2 separate regions of the Mus musculus genome follow, and region 1 is linked to region 2. The links are chromatin contacts, called in public promoter capture Hi-C maps. All regions are on one chromosome and are shown on one strand. Each heading gives the region's core, a stretch centred on a gene start, on an enhancer-like site or on the middle of the called end of the contact. The rest is flanking DNA. Distances are from core to core; before and after follow the strand shown. Region 1 holds the start of Lrrfip2 (leucine rich repeat (in FLII) interacting protein 2). Region 2 holds the start of Ccrl2 (chemokine (C-C motif) receptor-like 2).

Evidence for each region. Promoter capture Hi-C pulls out the DNA fragments that hold promoters and counts their contacts.
Region 1: a promoter capture Hi-C map of macrophages shows a contact between it and region 2, with 10 read pairs. The contact joins the promoter of Lrrfip2 here to the promoter of Ccrl2 in region 2. A contact is called at or near these places in 2 of 39 promoter capture datasets (erythroid cells and macrophages), 2 of 115 datasets of contacts at active chromatin or transcription factors (effector CD8 T cells and memory CD8 T cells) and 4 of 9 other capture datasets (adipose tissue, bone marrow-derived macrophages, liver and 1 more).

Annotation. Positions count from the first base shown.
Region 1 is chr9:111,116,705-111,119,404 of GRCm38.p6, forward strand. It overlaps Lrrfip2 (leucine rich repeat (in FLII) interacting protein 2), which reads left to right and starts at 1,420. Exons shown (of 15, transcript NM_001374664.1): 1 at 1,420-1,685.
Region 2 is chr9:111,056,071-111,058,770 of GRCm38.p6, forward strand. Ccrl2 (chemokine (C-C motif) receptor-like 2) reads right to left here and starts at 1,448. Exons shown (of 3, transcript NM_001302376.1): 1 at 1,311-1,448; 2 at 696-812; 3 at 1-369. The coding sequence starts at 358.

The sequences.
Region 1 (2,700 bases), core at 170-2,669, 61 kb after region 2:
TCTTTCGAATCGTTTATTATAGACTCTTTCAACAAGAGGAGTCGTTTTTGTTTTCAGTTGCCAAATAGGTGGCAAAATATGAAGGAGAAGTAACAGCGAACTTCTAAAGCTGCTTCACAACACTAGTGTTAACGCCTATTTTTACAATGAAAGAGAGCTAGGTGTGGTGGCGCTTGCCTGTGACCCCAGCACTGGAGTGGCTGCTAGCTTTGCCGACCTGGTAAATTCCAGGTCTATGTGAGATTTAATAATGTCTTTAAAAAACCAAGGAGCATGACTCCAGGGAAATACCACCCAAAGTTGCTGTCTGTGAGCCAATTGTAGACAGACAGACAGACACACAGTTTCTCTCAGCACACTTTTCTCTGTGTGCTGAACCTCCAGGATTGATTGATCCCACAGTGGCAGCCCCGTGAACATGAAAGGTTAATCAAGCCTTTGATATCTCAGTGGATACGGGCAGCTCTGAAAGTCCTTTTAGAAGCCATCAGACAAAATCCAAACATGTCATCCGTGGGCTTATTCGTGGGCTTCTGAAATCTGCAGTTTTTGCAGATGGGAGGTCGTGCCTAAGACCATTTTGTGCCCTTTCCCCCAGATACCTGCTCGGCTATCACTTCCTGCCAGAGGTCTTCTCTCACCATCTTCTCCAGCCAGAGGCCTCACCCTCAAAATGTTCTCATCATTGCTTGCCGCTGAGTTCACGACAATCTGTCATTACCTTGTTTATCTGATCAAGTTCATCTACTCAATTAGAAGGCAAGTTTCCCCGAGAGCATGATCAGGGCTTCCGGTGCCTGGAACTTTGAACGTGAGGGCCTTCCCCAGATACTTTTGGGATTGAAGAACATGCCTACGATTTGGGTCTGTGTGTTTGTGTGTGTGCGCGCGTGTGTGTGATGTGTACAGGTCTCACTGTGATAATTCAAACTCCTTTGCCCTGCCACAGGTTCCAGGGTACCCGGGACAACAGGTGTATAGCATCATACCTGATTTTATGCTGGGAATGGCACCCAAGGTTACAGATATGCTAAGTAAGCACCCTATTACCTGCGCTACAGCCTCAGGTGGAAATCTCTTTAAAAACAGGTATTTTCATTTCGTTCAGCCACACCCACCCTCCACATCCTTTCCCACAGACTGCGCGCCAGGTGCCTCACTCACCCAAAACCTCCCACCAGACCGCTTTGAGGCCACCTGGCTAAGTACGGTTACGAAACGCTCAGATACCAACGCTCGGGACCAGGCCCGGCTTGAGCCAGTGCGTGTCGAGCGTGTCTCCCTCCCCGTCACCCGCGAGCCCTGCGCTCCGCGGTCCAGCCAGTAGCCTCCGAGCCGCGCGCGTCCGCTACCCCGCCGCCTGCCACAAGTACTTCCGGGTGAGCGGGTCGCCGGCCGGTGGCCCCGCCCCTCTGCCCCGCCACCGCCGCAGCTGCAGCCGCTGCTCGGGCTGCGGCTCGTCCCGGGTCGCGTTCGCTGTGTCGGCCGCGGGGCGAAGGGCGCGCTCAGTGTGACTCCACGACCGGCCGCGGCGCGAGGAGCCCTTCTTTTTGTCTCCCTGCGGCCCGCGGGGTGGACGGTGCGGGGGGGTGCAGAGTGTGGCCGGCGCTCTCCTCTCCCGGCTCCCGGGCGGCCGCTCCGGCCCTTCCGGGCGGCGCCGCAGCCTCATCCCGCGCCACACGCAGGTAAGGGCAGGCGGCGGACCCGGCTGTCTCCAGGCGCTGCCCAGTGGCGGCTCCGGGCTGGGGTCGCCCGGCGGGTCCCCTGCTCCCGCTTCGCCCGCCCCCCGCGGGGGAAGAAGGGGTTACGCCCCTTGGACCGGGCATCACTTGGGACAGCTGGGTGCTCCAGCTCCCGTTGCTCCCGGCGCCACACTCCCGCAGACTCTGTCCTCAGTCTGTCCCGGGAGGGGCCGCCCCGGGAACGGTGTCAGGCCGGTGGAGGGCGTAGCTTTTTGAGTGAGATTCCCCCCTCTCCTGCTTCCTTCTTGATCTGAACTGAAGCGCGCGGGCTTACCAGGCTCAGGGCAGGACGGTCAGGGTTAATGCTTGACTAACAGCGGGCGTTATTTACACCCACATTGTGGAGTTTCATAGCTCCAGTCAGGCCTGGTTTCCCTTTGCTGTGGATATCCAGCAGGAAGCAAGGGACATAAGAGAACCCAGAGGAGAAAAGTTCAAGCGTTTGCTTTGTGTATTATGTTCCCCACCTCGAGACATACAAATATAACGTAGAAACGTGGCTAAAGGGTATCCCAAACTTTCAGTATTTGTAGCCCCTTTTGCTTTTCCCATTTAGTGACTCAGCATTTTTGCCACGGTTTTTCTACAGTAGCTTGATTGACTGAAAACTCTGTAAGGATAACAGTGACTGCTATTCGTGTTGTGTTATCGCAGCGAGAAGAGGTGCAGTCAGGGTATCGACAGATACATTCTTAATCAGTGTTGGACTTTTTCTCCCCAGTAGGTGTGAAAAGCTGCAATTGCTGAAGAATGTGTGTTGCAGTAAGAGTTAGTTGGCCAAGTTTACCGTAGCTTCAATGTCTTGCAGAGTTAGCCCCGATTAACCAACATCATGCTCTGTTTAACAACTACAGGGATCCTATGACCTCGTATTTAATACACTCATGCCGAGTAAGAACTTCGGAAAGTGTGATTCACGTCGGAAGTGAGGTCACACTCTGACTCGTAGATCGGGATC
Region 2 (2,700 bases), core at 198-2,697:
ATAAGCCCGAGGAGTGGAGTCCGACAAGAACTTTACAGGTCCCATTGCCAGGGCTTTCCCCGTGTGCTGCAGTATGGGCCCAGAACGGCAGGGGAAGCAGGAAACACAGGTTTGAAAGTGCCAGGTTTAGGAAGTAGATGTTCCCCAGATTCTTGAGTCCTTTGTATTTCACCAAGATAAACACCGCCAGCACGTTGTCCAAGAGACCCACCGCAAACACCGCGCAGCAGAACTGCAGCACCTGCTGGGGGGAGAGGAACTCGGGGGCCGGAACTTGGTCCGGCCCACTGTTGTCCAGGTAGTCGTCTAAGATTAGGACATCATATTCATCGTCCGGGGCCACTGTGTAGTTATCCATCGGAGGCTGTCCTGTGGGGAAACCAGAGGTCATGATTCCCCTCCATCCGACAGCCAAAGACTGAAAGTAACTATGCCCCCACCCCCCACCCCAGCGTGGGCGGCCGTACTCAAATCTCCTCATTAAGCACCCAGGGACCACGCTGCTAATGTGACAGAAACTGCCTGGTACAGAAAGAGTCAGGGACGTTAAAGCCACTTAAGTTCTTTGGTTGAAACGAGACTCTACGTGGGAGATAGGATCTAAGAAAACAAAGAGTTAAAAACAACCAGAGACTGGCTTAAGCTTCAGAAGTTGGTGCCCGCCTACTTCCCAGATGTTTAAAACAGTTTCTTACCTTGCTCACCGGACAAAACAGCGTCGTTTGAGGCAGGTTGCTTGATATTTTTTCTCTCAAGGGATATAAACAGATGTTTGCAAAAGTGAAACTGCGCTGGTCAAGCACGAGGACAAGCTGGCGAGATAAAGATAACCGTTTGACTGAGTTCCCAAGGGTGGGGAAGGGTGCAGCCCCATGATCTACCATCCAGGGGGCTGTGGGAACAGTGGGGTCAGAGAAACACCACTTCCTTCTGAACAGACTGGTCATGACCCGGAGAAGCCAGAGAAGGCACTGTTTATTCCTCTGAGGCTCTCCCGTCCAGACACAGCTTTCACGGGCCAGCTGGAATCAAGTTCTGAAAGCCTCTCTCAGGAGCTTCTGTCAGCCGCAGAGAAATTGAGAAGTTGTTTTCATCTCTCCCTCTCCCGGTATCCCAAGTTTGACTTCTCTGTACCTCTTAGCCAGCTGTCCTCCAGGCTGCCTCGGATAAGGACACTAACCCACGCCTGCTTCCAGTGATAATCAGAGTGTGATGTCAGAAGCCGAGACGCACCACCCCACCCCCTGGCTTCTGACATAAGTTCCCTGAGTAGATAACAGTTTCCAGAGTACAAACGTGTCCATACTCACCAGAGAACATGGAAGCAAGTGGTATCAGTCGGGAAGGAGGTTGGGGACAGAGCTGGACAGAAAAGGAGCGCTGCTAAATGCAAGTCTGGTGTGAGCATTCCTACGTCAGAAAGCAAAGAGTGTTGCAAGCAGCTGGAAGGAAGCAGTTGATGCTGGGACACTTGATGTAGCTGACCCCGCTCAGGGGAAGCCCCGGGGGAAAGTCCTGTGTGAGGACGTGTGGGACACGGTCAGGTGGACTGTGAGGAGGGGAGACTTGGTTTCCAATGGAGAATGGGGATGAAGAAAGGAATTGGACAGTTGCCTGGTCTTGGAGTGGAAGGGAGTGGGCGGGAGGAGAAGGATGCTGGTTAAAGATGGGTATTTCAAGAAGAAGAAGAAGAACTTCAAAGAGTTGGGGGGGAGGGGCGGGAAGCATGTGTAAACTGCCCTCAGGCCCACGACTCTGTGTAGCTATGGCTGACCTAATCTGGGGACTAGGTGATGTCTGTGATTTAGGCACATCCTTTGCATTATCAGCATGTGAAACGGAAAGTGTAACTATAAAAACAGAAATAGGTAATGAAGAGACCAATAAGAAAACAGAAAGAAAAGAGCCCAGATAAACATGAGTGAACATTAAGCCCCGAGCATCCTGGAAGCTAGGACAGAAAATGAAACTCACCCTGGAGCAGGGAGAACCCAGAACGGAGGCACTTCCTAATAAGGTCTCTCCTCCCCCAGTAGGGGGTATCTATGCATGAGTGGGAATCTCCAGGTCCCAGGATGCCCTGTCTACCCGTGGACATGGCTACAGTCCAGGGTCCCCTGAGCTGTCAGCCTCCTGAGATCTCTCCCTTCTGCAGCTAGATGTCCCGGAGCCACACCATGACACCTGGCCTGTGAGTAAGGGAAGTGGTTCATAGTTCAGTCCTAGACAGGAGGCAGACTCACAAGCATTCACAGTGCTCATTAGATGCGTAAGGGGTGGAGGTGGTAGTCGGTCCCCTATATGCTTTCTGTGCTTTGTGTTACACCCTGATGGTAAACTAAAATCTCTCCAGGAAAAGGACAGGTCTGTAAATTCAAGATCGCTCCGACTTCTCTCGTCGTGTGGCCCTAACTTCCAGTATTGCTTGATTTTGGTCTGATTCCCAGCATTTGCCTGTCCACATTCAGGCCATAGGATTATTTTTTTTCCAAATTAGCATACAAAAGAAAGTATTTCATTATGGCATATTCATGCATATGTGCCACTATTCGTTGTTCTTATTCATCCCTAACCCTTTCCCTGCCCCTTCTTGTTGGTCATCTTTCTACCCCATGACTGTTTCTCCTTCTGCTTTCATGTCACATGTATCCCATCATAACTTTTCTCTTGTTCTTTGCCTAAGATCCCTTCCTCCCCCAT